2 separate regions of the Zea mays genome follow, and region 1 is linked to region 2. Evidence: chromatin contacts called from public Hi-C data. All regions are on one chromosome and are shown on one strand. The core of a region is the stretch at or near the end of the contact, and the rest is flanking DNA. Distances in the headings are between cores, read along the strand shown. Region 1 holds the start of LOC100383014. Region 2 holds the start of LOC103639413.

Region 1 (5,766 bases), core at 2,401-4,900, 550 kb before region 2:
GATGAAAATCCTTGAAGCCGAGTGATGGCGGAAGAGCGCCAACCCCCACGGGGTTGCGCTCCTCTAACAATAGCAAGAAGAAGACAAGATCAGCATCACCACCACGAGCGCGAGCTCTCCGGCGGTGAGATCGCCGGAGGAAGCAGCCCTGACGCGGATCCCTCTAGAGAACACCGGCGCACCCCATCTGGAGGCCCGGAAGGCGGAAGGGCGCGATGAATGCAAGAGGAGCGGGGCATGGCTACTGCCCGGGAGATCGACCCCTTTTTAAAGGCAGATTTCCCCACTCGCGCCCCAAAGCGTCACGGGCAAAGTCTCCCCCGACGTGCACCAGGGGTCCCACCCTATGACACGGGGGCCAGGACCCACGTGTCATGCAGACTGACCCGAGGCACGAAGAAGGGAACCACCACACAAGGAGCATGCAACTGCCCCACGGTTATGCTCCCCTTCATTTCCGGGGCAACCAGCGGTCAAGAAGACGTACCGCCGCACAAGGAGCATGCAACCGCCCCGCGGTTGTGCACCCCTTCATCTTTACCGAAACCAGCGGTCGAAAAGGCGAACCGCCACGTAGGAAGCGTACAACCGCCCCGCGGTTGTGCGCCCCCTCATCTTCGCTGCAACCGGCGGCCCAACATGGGGGCCCAGCCTCACATGTCATGCAACCGGCGCACCGGTTACCGGGTGCGGAAAAATCGCACCGCCGCTCGCGCCAATGCCACGTCTTCTCGGGGCCGTCGCAGAGGACTGAAAAGATAAGTTTTCAGAACCAGTGCAGCGACTCGAGGAATCCCGCGCATGGCCCAACAGTGACATTAAGTACGAAGGTCATGGGCCAGTCAACCATGGGAATAGGCGTAGCAGTCGGCATGACCGTAGGCGGGACGGTAGTAATTGCGTCAACAGGCGTGCAGGAGCAGCAGGCCAGCCGCCAATCAGACTCTAGCCCCACCTGCAGGCTCGCATCCTCCCCTGAGGCGGGCCCGGGGGCCACTGTCGGTACCCTGAATTAGGGTTACTCTCTTCTACAATACAGAGACGTCGTACGTCGTACGTGGCAAGGAAAGATAATACACCCCAAGATGCGTCATTGGGTCCGGACCTCTGCAAAGGGACACTAGACCCCTGTACGTACAAGTCTGGAGCTCCCAAGAAGGCATGCCGGGTCCCTCGGGTGGGCCCCAGGTCCCTCCGAGTAAGGTCCAGACCTTGGCACGGTCCCGGGACGGGGAGGACCCCGGCATGAGTAAGGGTCCGGTGCTGGCACGTGTCCAGGCCTTGCCCTACGCTCCTCGCTCAGGCGGAGACCCGCTGCCGCTGCGTGGCTTGTGGCCCGTGACATAAGCCAACGGGCCGAGCCTGACGTAAGGCCCTAAAGCCGCGCAGCCTCTGCATTTATTATGGAGAGGATGCGCCGCCTGCCACCATGCTGACGGGCGACGTGCCCTCTCAGCATTTAATGCGTCATGTCCAATCCGCTAGCAAACGGCGTCAGAGTCATCCAGCAGACGGCACGCCTATCCAGTCTGTTAACAAACAGTGCACCCGTGTCGTGCGGTGCACTGTGCCCATCATCCCTTCTACAAGAAGCTTCCCCTGCGCGCCAAGGATACGCAGATCTCGGATGTCAGGACACAAGAAGATTGCCCCAGCAGCGAACATTTGTAGCTCCAAGAGCTATATTCATTATGTTCCTGGGCCCACATGTCGGGGCTCAGTACATTTGTACATGCCCCCCTTCAGCTATAAAAGGGGAGGTATGCGACGTTACAAGGGGAGATCCAATCTTAGGCTCACTCAGACACTCACAAGTTCATACAAGCTCTCAAGCAATACATCACACAGTGGAGTAGGGTATTACGCTCCGGCGGCCCGAACCACTCTAAATCCTTGTGTGTTCTTGTGTTCTTCCCGTTTTTCCAACTAAAAGCAAAACGCTTAGGCCCCTCCTCATCTTAGGATTTAGGGCGGGTGCACTCCGCCACCCGGCCAGAGGCATGCTGGTGCGAAAACCCGACGTGGGACAGACCTCACTTGTGTTCTCTAAATCCTTGTGGGTCTCCGAAGTTGTTTTATGATATTAATAATGTTTACCACACAGATTTTACATACCACATTGATGTTTATCGTTCCATATCTATATTTCTATATCTATACTATACTTTAACGCACTAGTTTCAACGGTCGTCCCGCGTCATATTTTTACAAATAACCCCTCACAGCTATTTCAAATGAATCCGCTCCACACCTATGATGGCCAAACGGCGACCGGCACTGGCTCTCGCGTGCCACAACTCTGGCCCAGGCACGTCATGCGGGCCTGCTGACTGTGTCGGGCCAGCCCGTTAGCTCATTTGATTAAATCAGCATAAATTGTTAAAAAATAGTGCAGAAGGTGGGGTTTGAACCCATGCCCTAATGAGAAAAGGGTGAGAGACACTGGGTGAAGCTGTCTAACCAGTAGAACATCATGCTCAGATGTTTTTAATATTGAATATAAATTGTATATATGTATATACGTTTTTTGTAAAATAAAAAATATATAATCGTGTCGTGTCGGGTCAGCACCACGGGCCGAGGCTACAGCCCAAGCACGACACGACGTTCTTGGCTTTTGCAAGCATTAGGTCGTTTCTGAGACCACATTGGCGCAATGGACTCCATGGTGTTTGAGGTTGCTGAATTAGATGAAGCAACAATGATTTGTCATACTAACATTAAAATAAAAGGTTATTTATTGGTTTTAAACGTTAGTAATTGCTACGAAGTAGCATAATTTATATGGAGCGCATCTAGTTTTTATTGATGCCTGACTTTAGCAATCACTCCATATTTTGATCTACTTTTTTATAAGTTTGAGTTCATGTGACTTATTTTAGAAACTTTAGCTCACAAACTTTCTCTTATTTGGTCTCTATATAGTGCAATTATGACATTTTATAATCTCTGTTCGTTCATTCAGTCGTTGGAAACTCTCTTTTAATCGCTCACTTCATTGGTCATGTTGTATCAAGATATATTGCATGGAGTAAACAATAACATCAGTTAGTCAAATAAAAAAATATTATATGGAGAGCAGAGACAATCAATAAAAAATCTTGAAATTTTATTGGTGGATAGTTTACGTGGGTATTGTTATAAGCCGTCGCAACGCACGGGCAACTGACTAGTAATACAATTTTTTACTGCTGTCACAACGCAAAAGCATATATCTAATCTTACCATATATTTCAAACTTCAATCTATAAAGTGTCTACATACGTCCACTTGTTTATCCAATTCACAGACTAAGAGCAACTCCAAGAGATTAGCTAAAAATACTAGCCAAATTTACTGATTTAGCTACTCTCTAAAATAGATTTTAGAGAAAAAGTGTAGGCTAATCCAACAAAATCGGTAAACCTACGGACTGAATAGAGAGTGAAGCATGCTATCCAAAATTGGAGAGCGAAGATAGAGAAATAGAGAGCCACTAAATTTGAAGAGCCGTTTACAGAGTCTATTGGATATAATTTCCTTTTAATATTAGCTAAATTACCTTTATAAAATCATATACGTAGTCTCTTGGAGTTGTCTAACCGAGTGGTTTAAAGGTAGGCATCGTTCTCATATCTCATCCATCTATAAATTCGAAGATCCGGACATCCCGCTGACAACCGGACATCCCAATCGAATCAGATGAGAAGCTGGAGGCTGCTCTACGATCTCCTTCGGCGCCTGCTCAAACCCACCGATACTCCCGGCCAAATCCGCCCGGCATCACACCTTTCCACAAAATCCGGCCAGGCTGCGGCGCAATCCGCTGCCGCCGACCCAACCCGCGCGGTGTCGCTCCTGGCCGAGCGGGACTGGTTCGCTCGGATCAACTCAGAGTTCGCCGCCCCACTCCGGCAGCTGGGCCCGCGCTTCGTCGTCCGCGCGCTGCAGCACGCCGCCGGCGAGCCGCTCCTCTGCGTGCGCCTCTACGTCTGGGCATCGAGGTTCGGTCAGCACTTCGCGCGGGACCGGTCCGTGCGGCGCGCGCTCGGGGACGCCCTGTTGCGGCGCGGGCCCGTGGTGCTCTCCGCGGCACTGGTCGCCGACGTACGGAGCTGTGGCTGCGAGGTCTCGGAGGAGCTGCTGTGCGCGCTGGTGGAGAGCTGGGGCAGGCTCGGGCTGGCGCACTACGCGCACGAGGTGTTCGTGCAAGTGCCGCGCCTGGGACTGCGGCCCAGCACGGCCATTTACAATGCTGTGATCGCCGCATCGGTGAGGGCAGGCGCGGTGGACGCCGCGTACCTCAGGTTCCAGCAGATGCCTGCGGACGGGTGTCGGCCGGACTGCTTCACGTACAATACCCTGGTGCACGGAGTCTGCCGACGCGGGATCGTCGACGAGGCGCTAAGGCTGGTGAAGCAAATGGAGCGGGCAGGGATCAGGCCGAATGTTGTCACATACACCATGTTGGTCGATGGGTTCTGCAATGCTAGCAGAGTTGAAGAAGCTGTTTGTGTGTTGGAGAGGATGAAGGAGAAGGGAGTGTCAGCAACTGAGGCTACATACAGGTCTCTGGTTCATGGTGCATTTCGTTGCCTTGAAAAAGAAAGGGCATACAGGATGCTGAGTGAGTGGATTGAGAGTGATCCTACTCTGCATTCAATTGCATATCATACTTTGCTGTATTGCCTCTCGAAGAATGATATGGACAAAGAGGCAGTTGAACTTGCGAAGAAGATGAGCAAAAGGGGATATCTCCTTGGCAGCACAACATTCAGCATTGTGATCCCTTGCGCTGTGAAAGTCTTGGAGTCAAGTGATCTGTGTGAGTTGGTAGATGATTTCATCAAGAAAGGGGGGAATCTGGGATTTGATATGTATATTATGATTATTAAATCCTTTCTGAGGTGCAAGGATATCTCAAAGGCAAATAAGTATTTTAGTCAGATGGTTTCAGATGGGCTTTTGTCTAGTGTGGAATCTTACAACATTGTGATAGATTGCTTTGCCAAGGCAGGTGAAGTGGAAAGAGCACTGGAGACCATCAAAGTTATGCAAGAGTCAGGTTTCTCTCCTAATCTTGTGACTTTTAACACATTGATAAATGGATATTTGAAACTAGGCAATGTACATGATGCAAAAGCATTTCTTAAAATGGTCATGGAACATGGTTTAATGCCAGATGTCATTACTTTTACTTCCCTTATTGACGGGCTATGTCATACCCATCAGCTGGATGATGCCTTCAATTGCTTCAGTGAGATGTCTGAGTGGGGTGTCAGGCCGAATGTCCAGACGTACAATGTTCTAATACATGGACTTTGTTCAGCTGGGCATGTTAGCAAGGCCATTGAACTTCTTAATAAGATGAAAATGGATGGCATTACACCTGATGCATATTCCTTCAATGCACCTATTTTGAGTTTTTGCAGGATGAGAAAAATAGAGAAAGCTCAGAAACTTTTTAATGACATGTCAAGGTATGGTGTATCTCCAGACAGTTACACATACAATGCCCTGATAAAAGCTCTATGTGATGAAAGAAGAGTTGATGAAGCTAAAGAAATTATACTTGCAATGGAGTCCATTTCCTGCATTGGTACTAAACAACACACGTATTGGCCAGTTGTTGGTGCACTTACTAAAATGGGTCGTTTCAGTGAGGCAGGAATGTTCATGAATAAACTGCATAGAAAAAATGCCCACTTAGGTTCAGTGCTTATTTAAGGGCAGGGTCAGATATTTTGGTCCAGACTGTCAAAGCATGACTTATCAGTCACATGATAT
Region 2 (5,291 bases), core at 1,896-4,395:
TCATTGCTTTCGCATAGTGGCCAACATATGTTCCACAGTTGTTGGTCCGTGGATTGATTCAGGCCAAAAGGCCTTAGCAACACAAAGATTGGGTCTACTTTGCAACACACATAGGCTAAACACATTGGCGAAGCGAAGTTACGCTGTGCATAGGCACTAGGGTAAAATAAAATTTTGCTAATAATTGTCTTAAATTTGTTATGTATTTCTTTTAAATTGTATGTTTTTCCTTTTTCTCTAGAGTATGCACCAGGGCAACTTTTAAGCTGGCTTCGCCCCTAGCTAAATGAACAACTGTTTTGTCGTGGGGTAGTATTTGATCCACACCAGTGGATCAGGCCGTCATCCCAAATAATTCCAGCCCAACCAAACAAAGCCTTAGCATACAGTAGACTGACACAAGGACAATTATAGATTCAATCCAAATTGAGCCAGATATCACATCTTATGTTGTGTAAATTCGATTGTAACAGTCAAGAAGTATTGTGACGACGATTGAAATCACCCGATGTCCATAGATAATACTCCATACATGGCCCAAGACACTAGAGCGCGCGGCAAAGCCTACCATCCGTGGATTAGCCGCCAAGGCATAAAAAACAAATCTAAACTAACCGCATTCCAAGACAAAATTAGTCCTGAAATTCAAAAATGAAACCTACGTTTCCAACCACTTGTCCAACCCCAGCCGACACGAGGTTGACCATGCCCACGAAGAAACGCTATGCTTTGGCTCTGCCTTGTTGCCACCATAACTTCGTTAAATGTTTGGTGGAGATACACAAGTATAACATAGGGAAGAAGGGTAGTTAGTGCAGTCCTGGAGACAAACTATTCTGGCGAAAGATGTCCGGAATACCGTCCCAGTTCCCCGTCTCCCTCGCTTCCCAGTATCCACCCATATAGCGGTAACTGTCGCCATCATCCTTCTTAAACCACCTTGGTCTCCATCCTTTTTCTTGCAGTTGTCGTGCCTGCAAAGTATACCATGAGAGGTAAAGCACCACGATGAACAAAAAGAAATCTGCTCAGGGATGAGCTTGAATACCCAACTAAGATCTTTGTTCACCACTAATGTAAATGTTTAAGGAACCATTAGATTTTGCCTTATATGCTGCAGTAACGAACTGTCCATCCATCCCTACCCCTAATTACGAGAAATGAGACTCTAGTTAGCCTTGAATAGGGGTGAACGAAAAAAGCTATCCACATGCCTGAACTTGATTTATGACTTCGTCTACCCCAATTTGCTAGAGACTAAAAAACTTCATTGTTTTTGTTGTTGTGACTAGTTAACCGTTACTACATATCAGTATATCACCAACAGGTATTTTTAAATTATAAATTAATTTCTAGGAAAGGGTAGGTCTGATACAGCTATCTCAGTAAGTCACCATGCCATGGGTTCAAAGTAGCCTCTCCGCATCTCCACATTTAAGGGAAAGGCTTGCCAGGTCGTGCGATGCAGTCTATCGACATTTGAGGGAAGGGCACGACTAATATGCAAGCAGGTACTAAATGCAAGCACGCAAGCAGACATTTTGATCTATTAGATCTACATTCAACGGTATGTCATATTTAACACTTAAACCCTTCCACCACCACCTCTTATAGCTTTATAAAAAACCCCTAACAAACCACAATTGTATTTACCGTTGGATACAGATGTAACAGGCTAAAAAATCTGCTTATACGCTTACATCTAGTACCTGCTTGCATATTAGTCGTTGCCTCGAGGGAAAGGCTTGCCTCGATTTATGACCTCACTCGTGTGAAAGTATCCGACACTGGATTTGCCTCCCTTTTTATAAATTAATTTCTAGGCAAGTCAGTCCATACTAAAAACAATTACTTAATTTGATCTTCTGTTTTACCTATCCTAGGTGATCTAGTTGTGCGATAATGACCTCATTTTTTTATAATCGATAATGAACTACAGTTGTATTGTAAAAACAGATCCAGTACTGCACAAATTTTCTACTCCCTCCGTTCTAATTTATAATTCGTTTGATTTTTACCCAGGTTTGACTAACTCGTCTAATTCAAAAAAAATCATGATTATCAATTTTTACTGTGATATTGTTTAGCAAATAATATAATTAAGTATGGCTTTGAATTTTTCATTGTTTCGCAAAAAAATGGATAAGACGAGCTGGTCAAATTTGTTAAAAAAGTTAAATGAATTATAAATTGGGATGGAGGGAATATTTGCTAACATGATGATCATCAGTCCAAGATGATTCATGCTGACATAATTCAGATAGAAAAGCTTCACAACCAGGCCCTGTTCGTTTTGCTCTCAAACCAATGGGGTTGGAAGGGACTGAGGGGATTAAATCTCCAACAAGTCAACATCCTCTTCAATCCCCATGGTTTAGGGATGAAAAGAACAAGGCCTCAAGGGGCATCAGACCCCTATTGCATTCCTAACAACTTTATTTATGAGAACAATAAATATTATCAAGACATGTCAATTGTTATCATTGCCTGATAACCTATGAAAGACACAAGACAAAAGGCCATGTCAAATCATATATAATTGTTGGTTACCTGCCGTTGCAGTTGTTCAAGCCTAAGTTTCTCTGAATTTGCCATCTCATATTCACCATTTTCCAGATGCCTTTGGTCTGGTCTCAAACGAGAATCAGTAGGAGCCAACTTGTTCAACAAATGTGGTGTCAATTCATTTAGAGAAATTGCAAAAGGAGAAAGGTTGTAACGTGTCTGATTAAGAGACTTGTCCCTCTCCCATAAAAGAACTGCTTCTGACATTGGGTCATATCCCTTGGGTTTAACACTTGGATCCCCAAGCACATAATACATAGCTTCATCCCATTTTCCAATTAACATAGCTACTTTTTGCCCTGTTCTATTATCTTGCACAAATCCATGCACCTGCACAAATGATTAGAACAATTTGTGTCAAAACCTAGGCTCGATCAAATAGATATTTAAGTGCTTGTACAGTTGCAAGTAGACTGCTGCTAACTTAACCCCTTACTTTTGGCCACGGTAACTGTTATGACTGGAAAGAGTTACAAGAGAAGGGCTAAGGATGGCCAGGGCCAATCCACCTAATAGGATAAATCTGTTAGGAGATTATGCGGTCCAGTTTGTTAGGATAAGAAGTCCCAGTCAGTAGATAAGTATTAGCTTTTAGATCTCCTATCTAGGGGGGATTCTGTTAGGGGCCGGCGCCTAAAAGGTCAGGGCCTTTGTAATCAATTGGCAAGCAAGAAGTAATAAAGAGTATTTACTTTCAGCTTCCCTTAGTCCCTTCTCTCATCCTCTTCACCACGGCACCCCCGGAACGGCACCCAGGCGGCGTGCCCTTGCTCAGCAACATCATCCCTACAACCTGAGAAGCTCAAGCCGTACCAATCTGGTATCGGAGATGTCCGGGACAGAGATGGCACCCGCCTCCAATGGCGCCCCAGCCAACATGGATCCACCGCCCGCTGCTCCTCAACCCAGCGATGTGGGGGACTTGAAGATGATGATGGTCGACTTCCACCGGCAGATGGTGCAGCAGATGTCTTCTTTGTCCACACGCATGACAGCCCTGGAGAATGCAGCATCTGTTAAGGCCCATTAAGGCCCATATATTATGGTCTGCCTATATATATGCTACAGTACCCAAGGGGGCTATTATCTCATCTAATCAAGGTTAGTTACATGGTATCAGAGGAGGTCACGATTAGGGTTTCTTAGATTTTTTTTCCAGCCACCATCTCTCCTTCCGGCCGCCGTCGCGGTCCCCTTTGCCGCCGTCGCGGTCTTCTCCGCCGCCGTCGCGGCCCTACCGCCTGCGGTCTCATCTGCGCGGATCCCGCCCGCTGCCGCCCTGATCCGGCCACCGCCCGTTTGCTGGATCCCGTCGCTGCGAGCTCGTCTGCGCCGCCGCCGCCCAGATCCGGCCGCCGCCCGTTCGCCGCCCTCGTCCAGATCCGCGCCGCCGCTGCCCAGATCCGGCCGCCGCCCGTTCGCTGGACTGCGAGCTCGTCTGCGCTGCCCTCGTCCAGATCCGCGCCGCTGCCCATCCGCCGTCGCCGATCTCGTCCAGTTCCGCGGCCATCCTCGCGGATCCTGGCTGCTGCCCATCCGCCGTCGCGGATCTACCCTTCCTGGCCGCCGCTGTCCACTGCTGTCCGCCCCTGGTCGCCGTGCCTGCTGCGCCAGGGCGCAGTTCCCAGCAGTGCTGTCCACTGCTGTCCGCCGTGCCTGCTGCGCCAGGGTGCAGTTCCCAGCAGTGCTGCGCCAGGCTGCCGTTCCCAGCAGTGCTGCGCCACGCTGCTGTCCTTCGTCGTCCGCCTACTGCGCCCTGTAGCCGTCCGCCTGCAGCACACCGCAACAGTCTGCGGATCCGGATCTGCGTCGTCGTCAACTGCACCCTGCCTCGTCGCCATCTGCGCCGTGCGCCGGTGGCTGCCATTGCGGGCAGACTGATCAACTCGGCTTCCGCGACCAAGACCTTCGTCAACTCGTCCAACTCGGACTGCTGTCAGCTGCGGTTCCTCTGGTTTGCTTGGTTTCCAGTCTCCTGTTCTTCCTTTTTTCATTGAATTCAACATGACGACAAATGCTATTGTGGTCAATATCACTCTTGATGGACACAATTATCCGGAGTGGGCTTTCTGTGTTGAGACTGCACTCAGAGGACATGGATTACTCTTTCATTTGACTGATGCGGCACCCATACTTGCGGATGATCGTCGCAATGCTGCTGATATCAAAACATGGCAGCTTAATGATGGTAAAGTGATGGCTGCTATGGTGAACAGCGTCAAACCGTCTATGATTATGAGTTTGTCTAAATTTAAAACTGCCAAAGCCATCTGGTCTCATTTGAAGGAGCGTTTTGTTCAGGACAGTGGTGCTCTATTACACACTCTCATGCAGCAGACACATGTTATTGAGCAAAATGATATGAGCATTGATGAGTACTACTCAGCCTTTGATCGTCTGATGAGTGCTTTGACATCTATGGTGCCAGCTTGTACTGCTGATCCGTGTCCTGCTCATCAGTTTATTGACAAGTTCTTCACTTACAGATTTGTTATGGGCGTTCGGGCCGAGTTTGATTCTCTTCGTGCTCGTTTACTTCAGGGTTCTGACACTCTCACAATGGCTAAGGCGTTGTCTGATTTACTTGCTGAAGAGACTCGTCTTCATTCTCTGTCCTCTACTGGTGGTAATCCTCACAGTGTGTTGGCTGCTGCCCAGAAACCTAAGAATATTTTTAAGCCTTGTGATCATTGTGGCAAGACCAATCATCGATCTGAGCTTTGCTT

What was found. A called contact is a pair of places that touch in the nucleus more often than the background predicts.
Region 1: a contact with region 2 is called in a Hi-C map of tassel, with 5 times the contacts expected there. The contact joins the promoter of LOC100383014 here to the promoter of LOC103639413 in region 2. A contact is called at or near these places in 2 of 25 Hi-C or Micro-C datasets (ear and tassel).

Annotation. Positions count from the first base shown.
Region 1 is chr1:149,991,529-149,997,294 of Zm-B73-REFERENCE-NAM-5.0, reverse strand. LOC100383014 reads left to right here and starts at 3,650. Exons shown (of 1, transcript NM_001175693.2): 1 at 3,650-5,766. The coding sequence starts at 3,682. The coding sequence ends at 5,706.
Region 2 is chr1:149,437,865-149,443,155 of Zm-B73-REFERENCE-NAM-5.0, reverse strand. It overlaps LOC103639413, which reads left to right and starts at 3,145. Exons shown (of 2, transcript XM_008662163.4): 1 at 3,145-5,291. The coding sequence starts at 4,570. LOC100383477 reads right to left here. Exons shown (of 8, transcript NM_001176125.1): 7 at 2,551-2,895; 8 at 396-974. The coding sequence ends at 810.